Regions from separate parts of the Anser cygnoides genome. Here region 2 is linked to region 1. The links are chromatin contacts, called in public Hi-C maps. All regions are on one chromosome and are shown on one strand. The core of a region is the stretch at or near the end of the contact, and the rest is flanking DNA. Distances in the headings are between cores, read along the strand shown. Region 1 overlaps MICAL3 (microtubule associated monooxygenase, calponin and LIM domain containing 3). Region 2 holds the start of USP18 (ubiquitin specific peptidase 18).

Region 1 (6,094 bases), core at 304-2,803:
CTATTTCCATCAGCTCTATTTGCAAATACTTGGATCCTAATGTTTTTACACATCCCTTCGTAGATAAAGGAAAATTTGTAAAGGTGCAATATACTTTTCAACAGGCAAAAGTACTGCTTCAAACTACGGTCTGTTAGGCTTTGCATCAGCAGTCAGTCAGGATTACAATGCTCAGTGTGTCAAGCTTGAGTCTTTGAACTAAAAATGTTATTAAATTGTGATGCAAAATAGACAAGAAAAGTTAACTTTGGAACCCACTCCCATTTGAACCTGTGTTCTGCTTGCTCAAAAGACTCATTTGTCTTTAATATAATTTTCAAAATAAATAAATAAATAAAATTTAAAATTTCTTTCCAACTTAGGACTGAACTACTTAGGACTGAAGTATTATGGTACTATAGTTATCCATGGCATTATGGTACTATAGTTATCTTCTAAGAATGGTAGTAAATTATTTAGAAGAACAGAAACTACAACGTAAAATATTTGTGTACATACATGAAATACTTTCAAAGAACTTTAGGAAGAGCAACCTGGCAAACAATATGTGAAAAACAAAAACAAAAGAAGCTAAGGGAACAATAGGCAAGAGTATGTTGGGACGGTTATAAGAAAGCTTATGGTCACTGTGTACTAACCTGCTGGGCACATCCTCTTCTGTTCCTTTGTCCAGCACACTGCTCAGGTTATGCTCTGCTAGCGTCTCTTCAGGAACCTCTTCCAGTTCTTCTTCCCGCTGCAGTGACAGTCGGTAATTCTCCAGCTCAATTCGCTCAGGCGTGCCACGCAACCGCTTAGCGAGGCTGGGCTCTTCCAGCCCATTTACATTAGAACCTAAAGAATAAGTCAGTGAATAAACAATAAATGCAACAGTCAGGGCTGTAATTTTTTAAGGAAATTGAGCAATTGGGAGAAATGGGGCTTGAGGCAGAGGGAGGTAAATAAAGCAAGAGAATACCTTATGCCATTATCCTGTTCACCACTACTGGCAGAACCTGTTGGGGAGCCAGACTGCAAAAGGGAATCTTAGTGTTTTTGGCTAACAGATGCTGGAAAGAATGTTAAATGTCCTCGATGAGAGAAGAAATAAGGATGTTTTAACTGCGCTGGAGCCTACATCATAAATACTGGGGAAGGCCTGGCCACAGGCTGGATGTATTCTCTGAGACCAAGTAGGAATGCCAGGGGGCAAGCCTGCTGCATGATGTCAAAACTGTTACTGGTCAAGCCAGGTAGGTGAGCTACATAGTTAGAGAGCAAGCATCACTAATACTTAAAGATGCTGAGAGGGAGGGGATGAAAAAGTCCCATTTGGAGTGAGTTTTCAAACTTTTTTTGGATTTGAATTTATTTATTTTTTAATCAGAGTTTGAGATGAAATGAACCACAGGGAAAAAAGTAGATGAGATGTTCGCAAGCACGAACATCATGAGTCCCAGAGAATTGCAAGGGCATGTGAATCAGACATTTGGAGAAAAGTATACAGAAGCTTCATTCACCGTAGCACTCAATTAATTAAATTCTAACCTGCATTCATCTATCTCTTTTTAAAATTCTAGTATTTTAGCTTAAACAGCAAGCCACTGTTTACCCTTACACAGCTTACTATTTACAGAGCCTAATCTTTCCTAGCTTCTGTTTTGCTACGCTAAACAAACCGAGCATTCCTCTCATGAGATAAGCTCTTCAGTGCACTGATCACCCCCTAGGTCTCTGCACCTGTCCCTGTTTGGATTAATCTTTCCAGAACCTGCGTGATCAGAATTGTACACAGCTTTCCAGATGAGGTCTTATCAGTGTAACATACAGCCCTGCCAGAAATCTCTCATCTGGTACACCCTGAGAACACATTTGCCTATTTATATGCCACATAATACTGGTGGCTTTTGTTTATTGACTGATATTCAGATCTTTCTCCTTCTCTGCTTTCAACTGATAAGCACCTTGCTGGTAGCCAAATCACTTCCTTGGTGCATGACCTGGTACTTTCTACTATTACATTTCTATTTTTAATACTACAGTCCACAACATTATGCAGCTCTTAGTGTATGACATGCCTATCCTCCTCTGCATTGATGAGGGCTTGAAATGTTGCCTCAGCAATGAACTTCATTAGCAGATTTTTCCTTTTTGGCTAGTAACCTTAGCAAAAGCAATACGAAGATCAGTCCTCAGATCAATTTTTTGAAACTCCATAGTCTGTGGGTGTTACCCAACTCCATTAATTCAGTTTTGAATAAAACCTCTAAACTCTCATCTACGCCAGCTCCTCAGCTACTTGACGCTTCATGTATAACCCCCACATTTTACCCAGCTTAAATAATTATTTCCATGTGCCAGCTTTCAGGTACTTTACTGAAGTCCAATTTTTGGATGCACTGCATTTCCCTCATGGAGGTAATCAGTTACTTCATCAGTAACAGCTGTCAGGCTAGTCTGGCACGGTCTTTGGTGAATCCATGTCACGTTTTATGCCACATACCTTCACGAGGTCAAAAGACTTCACTTGCAGAACTAGCAGTCCTTATTTATTCCCCTCAAAGAAGGTGTTTTATCTATTGTTTAGATTAACAGATCTGTACTTGTTCAGATCACCTTTCATCCTTTTATTTTTTTATTTTTTATATGCACATCATACTTCTGTCACCCAGCAGTCACATAGCATTACCCTGAATTTGATAGTCAGGGTGCATCAGGATAGCCTGATTTAAACATAAATTGCTACCAAAAAGCTCACAATTTCACTGTACAGTTTTTACAGTTTTCTGAAACAAAGATTATTTGGTCTCATTTTACTTCCACACATATAGTATAGTAATATTTAAATTTTGCTTCCAGCTTCATTGGGTTAATTTCCATTTCCAAACCTTGCTATGTATACACTAACATCTTTTGCTCCCACATTCAATGCCACCCTCCCAACTGAAATTGGAGGCCAAATATCCACTTGCTTTCCTGGCTGTACCTGAAACTGCATTTAATCTCAGACTCATCCTCTGTGGACCCACTTCTGGTTTTCCTCATCTTGCTTTTACTTACATACTTAAAGAATACAGCTGCTTGTTTTCCTCTCCTATACAAATTCGAACCCAGCACGAGCTTTGGCAACATTTATTTTATCCTCACATGTTTTGACCTCCAAGACAACTTCTGTTTTCTTTCTCTGTTCTTTGTAGTTTATCAGTTTATTCCCGTGACAGCCCTTATTCAGGACAATTATTCACCCAGTAACATCTCAGTCTCTCACACTAATACTATGGCCTTGCCATAATTAGTGATGTTAATTTCCAATCCCTCTCAAGAAAGATAAAATCTCATGGAGACAACTGCCAGGAGTGCTTTTCCCTCTTGCTTGAACCTTTCTATGATGTGGGCAAATGGCTGCTGTGCCCCTGGCTGTAACTACCGGGGTTATTTATGGTACAAACCGCAGCTTGCTCAGGTGGAAGGAGGGAGCATTATCTTCCATTTCCAGGCACACAATGGTCTCTACCGTTTCCTGCTGCTAAGCCTTATGTTGTATTAGTCCTTTCAAAGTTTAGTGGAACTGAACTGCCTCCTCAGCTGGGATTCACATTTCATTTCATTCTCTCTAGATGGTGATACCACCTCAGCCAAATCTATTTTTGTAATCTGTGTTACATTCCCCAGCCCTGAGTTCACAGTAACAGGGGAGCTGACCTGGAATATTGTTCTGCCAGTTCTGGCTGACTTGGAAAAACCAAGGACTCTGGGTAATGGAAGAACATCAAGGTGAAGGAAAACAAAGAAAGAATTCACCAAATCATCATAAAACGAGAGTTTTTCTACTTGGAACTCTTTCTACACAACACAGCACTCAGCTAGGCTCAGCTATTTCCATAGAAATATCTTTTCACAGACTGTTTTTAACTTGTTCTCTTCTGATGCATACCCCAACATAGCTGGAATGTCCACAAGCCGAAAAAAAGGATGAAAATGAGAAGAATTAGACTTTTTTTTTTTTTTTTGCCTGACATTATTTCAGTCCTATGTTTTTTTTAACAATCTTAAGCTTTTTTTTGTGTGTGTCTGTTTTGTTTGTTTTTGGTCAGCCTTTTCAAGGAAAAGTAAAATATATAATATCATGTTCATATAATTAAATCACATGAATGGAGTATTGGAAAAAAAAAGAAAAAAAAAAAAGAGATGCTTGTTTCACTGCCTGGGCTGGGGACAAAGACCAGTAGCAATAACTCTAAGGTAAAAAAGGACTGAAAATCAAGCTGACATCTGCTTATATGCATTTCACCAGCATATATAATCTTTCAGGCATGTTATTCAATAAAAACAAGTTATCATTAACCTTCTAATCATGAAGACCCTGTATCAGTATAACATGTACAAAGAGAATCAAACCAATTCTGCCACAGTATAAACAGTTAAGTTTGGGCAAATGAATCAATAAAACTGTTAAAAATTTGAAAATATGAAAAATCTACCTAAACTTAAAGGTAAAAGGATGTGGTCAAGCCAGGATATCCCGTAAGCTTGGTAAGGGCTCTCTGTCTCAAAACACCAACAAAGTAAGAAGAAAATTCCCAGCAATTTTCAAATTAATTTATGTTTCTACACACTTCAGATACAGGATTGGTCACACGCCTGCACCTTACTTTGCACATAAACCAGCTCTACATTGAGAACATAATCCAGAAGCTCAATTGATTACCAACATCAGCAAGGGATCTGTAGAAGTTTGGTCTATGTGAACGCACTTTGTACACAAGACTTGGTTTTGTTTCTAAAAGATGCCTTGAAGGCTCATCTGGCTAGTTGCAAAGCCACTGTCAAACTTGTTACCAAATGTGAAACAGGAGAAATGCTACCGATAGCCAACTGCCTGCACCATGAAGTCGTCAACTATCAGAAAGAAAGCATTACAGTTCGCAAACCTAGCTAAGGGACAAAATTAAGCAGGAGATATAGGTTTAGTTAACATTACAAAATGATGAACAATTTCTCCACATCATGCTATAGAGTCAATTCATTTGAAGCTACCAAAAAAAAAAAAAAATAAATTGGCATAGGGAAATTTGTGGATGTCCTACACTTATTTCTTCTAAGTATATATGGTGCTGTATGCATGGGCAAAGTCTATTTCAATGCAGTTCTTGTAGCTGCTAAAGCTTTGCTTTTTAATGTTCCTCTGGAGAGGAAAGGTCCCTCTTTCAAATTGTCATCTTGTATTCCCCAGGCTATTTTATAGCTTGCCAGTGGGAAATAGCTGCAGAGTATGTTCATTATCCATTATCTGACATTCCACCTTGTCAGTACATTTGGGCCCAGAGCCAAAAGCCTGAAATCGGTCACAACTGAGAGAAAAGGGGCTGATGAGGCTACATGTGCCAGAAAAATGCTATGTTATTAGCTAGGGGGAGTTAGCTACCTGAAAGCCAAGAGCAGTTTCTCATGCAACCAACAGATCAGTTAAAAATCCACAAACAACATCCAAAATAGGATACATTTTAAAATCTGATTCTTTACTTTGGAAGAGCAATGGGCCACGAACACTACATAGATCATCCAAATGGAACTGTTTTTCCTAACAGGACGGTCTGCTTAGCTGTTGCGTGAAAGCTGCCAGAGTCCTTTAATTATTCTCAGCCTTGACACGGCCTGCCTCCTGTAAAGAAAGTCGTATGATCAGAGATAACATTCCTACACTGAACTGCTCCTTGCCTTCCCACATGTGTCCTTTTCTCCGTCCTGATTTCAGCAACTTTGGAGACTACAGGAAGGTCTGAGAATCTCCTCTTGCAAGAGTAGCCCATCTCTATTTTTCCCCAGATTTCTATACAAGCCACACATTATTCTCATGAACCAGATGAAATCTTGCCAGGATTACTCCCTGACATAACACTTGCTGAAGACATAGGACAAAATGGAATCTAAGAACAATTAATTTTCCCCCCAAGGGAAACTACCTGCTTTTACCTAAATCATTTCTGTGTCATTGTACTAGAACTTGTTTTTCATTAATCATGCGGTACCTCTGCACTTCATTTTCTTAGTCAAATCTGATAAGACTGCAAGCTCTCCAAGGTAAATGTCATGTCTTGTGAAGTGTGGATTTAGT
Region 2 (6,699 bases), core at 3,207-5,706, 160 kb after region 1:
TTTAAGTATTTACCTTAATGGTTCTTCCTCTGCAAGTGGCATTCTCTACTTTACCCGGCAGACCATGTTGCCATCTGTGGCAATGTTCACTTAGCAGACCACCTGCGAGTATGCAATACAGACATTTGAATGTTCACTCAAAGTAGTGATCAAAGATTTTGTATTGATAGGATTCACATCCTAGGCAATGACAATCTTTCTTGACTAGGAGAACCCTCAGCAACTTTTTATCTAGATATAGCGTCCTGATGGAATGCACCCACAAGCGAGGGAGCAGGCAGAGGTTATTGCAAGGCCACTCTGGATAATCTTTGATCGATCATGGCAAGCGCCCAAAGACTGGAAGAAAGCAAATGTCACTCCTATCTTCAAAAAAGGCAAGGAGGAGGATCCAGGGAACTACATGCTGGTCAGTGGCACCTTGATCCTTGAGCAGCTAATCCTGGACACCATTTACAGGCACATAAACAGCAAGACAACCAACAGAAGTAGTCAGCATGGATTCACCAAGTCGTGCCTGGCTAACTTGATAAACTATGATGAAATGACTAGCCTGGTAGACTAGGGGACAGCAGTGAGTATAGCCCACTTAGACTTCAGTAAGGCTTTTGACAGTCTCTGGTCAGATCCTCATAGAGAAGCTGTTGAAGTACAGGCTGGATGAGCAGTGAAGCGGGTTGTAAGTTGTTTGAACAGCCAAGCCTAAAGGGTGGGGATCAGAGATGCAAAGTTGCAGGCCAGTAACTAGTGGTGTACCTTAGGCATCAATACTGGGTCCAGCTGTGTTTAACACCTTCATTAATGATCCAGACAATCACACAATGGTTGAGGTTGGAAGGGACCTCTGGAGGCCATCTGGTCCAAATCCCCTGCTTAAGCAGGGACACCTAGAGCACAGTCACCAGGACCATGTCCAGGTGGCTTTTGAATATCTCCAAAGAGGGAGACTCCACAACCTCTCTGGGCAACCTGTGCCAGTGCTCTGTCACCAGCACAATAAAAAAGTTTCCTAACATTCAGATGGAACCTTCTGTTTCAGTGTGTATCTATTGCCTCTTGACCTGTCACTGGAAACCACTGAAAAGAGCCTGGCTCCATCTTCTTTGCACCCTCCCTTCAGGTATTTATGTACATTGATAAGATCCTCCCTGAGCCTTTTGTTCTCCAGGTTAAATAGTTCCAGTTGTCACAGCCTTTCATTAGTCCCTAACTATCCTTTCACGGGACTCTCTCCAGTATCTCCATGTGTCTCATGCTGGGTAGCCCAGCAGCAGACAGAGGACTCCCTGTGTGGCCTCACCAATACCGAGTAGAGAAGGATCACCTCCCTGACCTCCCGGCAATGCTCTGCCCTAATGCAGCCCAGCTTAGTGTTACCCAAGGGCACGTTGCTGGCTCACGTCCAATTGGTGCCCACCAGGACCCCCAGGCCCTTTTCTGCCAAGCTGCTTTCCAGCTGGGCAGCCCCCAGCACGTCCTGGTGCCTGGGGCTGTTCCTGCCCAGGGGCAGGGCTCTGCACTTCTCCCTGTGGGACTCGATGAGCTTCTGTTAGCCCATTTCTCCTGCCTGCCAAGGCAGGTCTCTCTGGATGGCAGCATCATCCAAATCATTAATGAAAATGTTGAACAGAACTGTACACAAAGTGTACCCTTAGCAAATTTGCAGATGACACAAGACTGGGAGGAATGGTCAATGTGCCAGCGGGTTGTGCGGCCATCCAGAGTGATCTCTGCTCTGGGTGGCATTGTTTGAGCTGGAGGTTTGGACCAGATGACCTCCAGAGGTCCCTCCCAACCTTAACTATTCTGTGATTCTGTGATCTTCCTCATGTAGAGATTGATCCCTTCCAGCTCAGGATATTCTGTGATTTCTATTTCTGTTGGCAGTTACAGTTTGCAGTATGTCACATAAAACTTGTACGTGCTATATGCATTGCATGCATTTAATTATCTAAATCATTAAAATAAACTAGGTACTTACGGAGTACCAGAAATGCCTCTGTTTAGAAGAATATCCCTATTCATGATATACTTGCTTACGTACTTAAATTGAAACAATATGATTAAGTATAACCCAAACTGATGGTATTTAGATTCTTAAATGGCTTTCCTCAAAGTTCTTTCCTGAATTGGGACCAAAACCAGAAACAGGAAATTTTGCACATGAAACACAGTTAAAGACAAAAAAAAAAGTGACAAAGAAAAATGGCAGAGGAAGTGCTTGCCCTCTTCCTTGAAAAACTACTGAAATTGATGCAATGAAGAACTTGAAGTTACTGATCCAGTGCAGAGTACTTCATGTGTTCTGAAACAATGGGGGTGGAGTTCCTAACTCCCTGAGTGCTTTTTAAATCACATCCTGATTATCTATTTTATGGATTATTTTATCTACTGTAGAAGTTCTGTGGCAGTTATCAGAAGCAAGCAGCTTTTTTCAAAGTATCTTCCAGGCTCAGATTTCTGCCCAATACCCATTTTGGAAGTGGAGTGTCACAACCAGATTCCACAGGCAAACCTTAAAATATTCTTAAACAAGACATATGCCCTCTTAATCTAGTACCCAGGATCCCACAGGAATCATTACCAAAAGCCATGTCACCTGCACACTTCCTCACTGGTTTATGCAGATCTGTCAGACCTAGCTCCTATTGAACCTCTGGCGTCAATCTGCAATCTGCTTAGGTGGTTTACCTGTCTCTAGGCAATTTATAGCTTCACATTTCTTTCTCTCTTCCTCCTTACTATCAGGCAGACTCCACGCAAGCTAGGAATAGAAAGTGAACACCACTAAATCATTCCCAACAGGCTCCACCTGGGCCACAAGAAAGATGCTGAGTCATTTGTAATCTTCTGCCTGCAGCCTCTACAGCTACCCATATATGTCTGTGTGGCGGGTCAGGAAGCTTTTTACTGCCAGTGCTGCCATAGCTGAGGAGCTCTGACTCCTCAGCAGCTGTGCTGGCTCTAACTGTGAAATATTTTATTACACAGGAAGAAGCCTGCAAGGCAGGGCTACATTAAGCCATGGTTTTCCTCACCATTTCTTTCTTTCCTTCCTTCCTTTCTCTCTTTTCTTCCTTCCTTCCCTTCTTTGTCTCTCTCTTCTTCTGTAACATCCACTGAATTTAGTAAATTAGTAAAACAACAGCTGAAGGCTTTTGCACAGCACATGCAAATTCAGTTTGTTAGTAGCTCAAAGAAGGGGCTTTCCTGAGGGGTAAAGGGGCATACCAAAGACACCAGTGAGGTTCTAGGAAGCAAAGAAAGGGAGACAGAGGCCTTCAGGAGCTCCCTGTAGCCTGTGGAAGGTAGCAACACCTTTTACCTCATTGGAATGGGGATTGCCAACCCAATCTTACAGGCGGAGATAGAGGCATGGTTGAGGGTTTGGCCCTCTCTGAAGACTGTCCAGCTGTCTCAGCCTGCTGGAGCTCCTGGATAAAGGGTAGGCAGGTATGCCCTGCCAAATCGCAAGGGGACTCTCACTTCTGGGGTCCCAGAGACTGCATCTATTTCACATGCATAGCAGTATCCCCTGCTTCACCTGTACCATTTCTCCAGTCAGCAGAGCTCTGCAGGGCAGCATCACTCAGCTCTAAACTCTCCTGCATCCTCATGTGGAGCAAAGCTGGGCTGATGGCCATCCTCCAACAAGCAAAGCCCCCTTCCAGGGCATGCTGTGCCCCTCCGTTTGTCCTGCTGACAGCCAGAAAGAGGAAGGCCAGGAATCCCGACACACACCAGAGGAGCAGCCACCCAAGCACTTCTGCTGGTTCGGACATCCTTGGCCTTGTTGAAACCAGACATCGCGTGGCACAGGGGTTTGCTGGGGTATTTTTGTTTACCACAGTGCTGCCATTCAGCTATCCTACTGTGGACCATAGCCCACATAAGCAGTAAATTCCTGAAGCTTTTAGGTTGGAGGGTGGGTTAAGTTTCTAAGACAGTTACTGTAAGTTACTCTAAGACTTACTTGGGGTTATTTTAAACAAGCTATTTCTTGCTTCTGTGCCTTGACAAGAGTTTGGCTTTCCTGTTGCTTTTGCTGCTACAAGAAGCAAACACCGTGCTAACAAACACCAAGTTTTGTGAGGTGAGGAACGCTGTAAGTGCAGGCAGCACACACCTCCTGAGGAGCAGCCACAGACGATGAACAGCTTGCTTTCTACAGAGTTCAGTTTCTCCCCGTGCCATTGAAACCCACTCTTTCCCAACCGAAGCAGGCTCAGCCTGGCATGGGGAGGTAGCGGAGGGGCCCCGGGTCGGCAGGGTCTCGTCCCAGCCCGGTGTCCGCGCAGCTCGGCCCCGCTTCTCCTACGGGTCCGGGGTCGGCGAGCCGCCGCCATCTCACGGCTCTGCCCGCCGCGGGGCCGCCCCTGGCGGCGAGAAGGGAGAGCAGCGATCGGCTCCGCGAAGTTTCACTTTCCGTCCCTGGGCCGAGCGAAGCGGGAAATCAAAACTAAGCGGCGCAGTGGGCGCTGCTGCCCTCTGACGCAGCCGGCGAGCAGGGCGGCGGGGCGCCGCCGCCTCCCCGCAGTCTCCCTCAGGCAGCGCCGCCGCGGCAGCCGCACCGGCAGCGCCTCCCTCGGCCCGGCCGGCCCGCAGGTGAGCGGGGCGATGTGCGCCGTGCCGGCCCCCAGGGTCCGCCCGCGGCTCCGGGGGGTCGCTGAGGGTCGGCCGAGGCTCCAAACGCGCGAGGTAGGAGGTGTGAGAGAGCTCTGTGGCTGCTTGCCGGGGTCGGGGAGCCCGAGCCGCGGGTGGACGGCTAAATGACCGCACGCACCGAGTCGGAGCTCTGGTGACTCTGAACTCTTACCGCGTCAGCTTGGTCATTTGTATTTCTTTTAACTGATGAAAATAACTTTTGAGCTGGTGAATCTGCTAGGGCATTGGGCATGCCGTCAGGGGAGCGCGAGTAATGGGCGTTTGTAGTGGCCGGAATGGTTTCTCTTTTCTGTTTCAACCAATATTCTTTAATGGATGAAAATATATTAAAAAGGGAGCTGGACAAGCACGTAGTTGAACAGAACAGTGAAAAGTCTTATTTCAGTGGTGTCTAAGAGAAGCATGGAGGTGAAGGGCTCGGATCCATCCCATCCCCACAGCCACTCTTTGGGGAGCACCCGGGGGCCACCGTCTCCTCGGGGCTGAGGTCCATGCCTTTGGCAGCCTGCCCTGTGAGATAACTGTGAGGGGGAAGGAGTGGCGACGCTAGGAAAGAGTGACCGACAACCAGGGACGGAGAGGCCCTCCTCAGGCCAGCGACCTGGCGCGGAGCGAGAGCGAAATGGAGGACGCTGGGCTGAGCAGAGGGTGGGCAGGAGGGCTCACTGATCACGGGGTGGAGGATGCAAGGCGGACGTCGCTGCCGCCTTTTTGCTGCCCGTAGTTAGCGTGGTCGCTTGGCTTGGCCAAGCCACGTGCGCTGGGGCAGTGGTACTGAGCCATCCCCCTCGTCTGCAAAGGAAACTGAGAAGGGGCCCTGCTCTTCCAGTGAGAGGGGAGAAATCGGTTTGCTTGCTCCCCAAGTCCCATGCCCACGCAACAGATTTTTTATACAGTTATGCCAGGAAAGGAAGGTCATGGCAAATCTTAGCAATACTGTATTTTTTATAGCTGAAACGAGGCGGTTCTGTGTAAGGGTTGGAAAGTTCTGTTCCCGTCCCTGCTCCCAACCCAGGGTTCCTGTTAGCGGTGCCAGGGTGCCTGGGGGAGAGTTTCATTGAACTGCAGAGCCAAATCCTTCAAATCCTGCCATCTCTGTAGACCCCTGCACCTTCTTGCCCTACTATCTTTCTACCTATTTCTCAAATCACCCAAAGCTTCTTAGCCCTGAGCTGGCTCGTTCATCCTGCCCTTAATTCTACCAAGAACTGTGTTTTACAAGTTCTGCTCATCCCCAGCACAACCATCACTGCTGTTCAGCTCCTCTGCTGACCATTTCCCCTCCTTTCTGTCTCCTCCTGCGTCCCCCCTGGCTGCGGGTATTACTTTTGCTGATACTACACCAGCTACACCTGAATGCCTGGTTAAATTGCTTCCCAGGGAAAAGGCAGCATGAGTTCAGAGTGTTTTGCAGAAGAAGAAATTGAAATCCAGTTTTACTTTTCCCACATAGCCATCCTAATTGTTGCTTTTCAATACAAAGAGCAATGTTCTCGAATCTATCTTTGAATGCCTGATTTTTTTTTTCTTTTTTTTCCCAGATAAATCTTCTCAGCAAATTTGATGTTATCCAGTGTATCTGGGTATGTGACACTTTGAGTTCAAAAGTAATTTTGATAAAGGATGGTTGGGAAAAATATACTTAAGCTTAAAAATGGTAATTGGGGAAAAAATAATTTCTAGTTTTCTAGTTTCCATGATAAATTTTTCATAAACTTTGAAATATAACATTATTAGGTAGAGTCAACCTGAAAAATAACAAGCTTTTGAAACAAAAATTTCTTTTCATGAAAAGCAAAACCAGGATTTTTTGGTAATTTCCCTTTCTTGGTAGCTTTTCTTCATTCTTATTGCACCTGGAGTGGCCTCAGGTTCATTTTACATGCTGTTCAGTATTTGTGTAATAATGATTCCTGAGCATATGGGACTTCTTTCTCGCCCTCTCCTTCCCGCCCTCTCCTTCCCCCTCTCCTTCCCTCTCCTTCCCTCTCCTTCCCTCTCTTTCTCTCTCTTTCTGTGAATGTTTCCCTAAGC

Evidence for each region. A called contact is a pair of places that touch in the nucleus more often than the background predicts.
Region 2: a contact with region 1 is called in a Hi-C map of liver, with 2.1 times the contacts expected there. The contact joins the promoter of USP18 here to the enhancer-like site in region 1. A contact is called at or near these places in 2 of 7 Hi-C or Micro-C datasets (both in liver).

Annotation. Positions count from the first base shown.
Region 1 is chr1:67,126,763-67,132,856 of Taihu_goose_T2T_genome, forward strand. It overlaps MICAL3 (microtubule associated monooxygenase, calponin and LIM domain containing 3), which reads right to left. Exons shown (of 43, transcript XM_048081462.2): 26 at 639-834. Among named protein-coding and RNA genes, the nearest start is that of BID, 57 kb to the left of the region's middle. Within about 2 kb of position 1,554, at least 2 of the 3 cell types and tissues checked have open chromatin away from gene starts, as enhancers often do. A contact at or near this core is called in liver, where this site is marked.
Region 2 is chr1:67,284,214-67,290,912 of Taihu_goose_T2T_genome, forward strand. USP18 (ubiquitin specific peptidase 18) reads left to right here and starts at 4,457. Exons shown (of 12, transcript XM_048047318.2): 1 at 4,457-4,698; 2 at 6,207-6,248. The coding sequence starts at 4,618.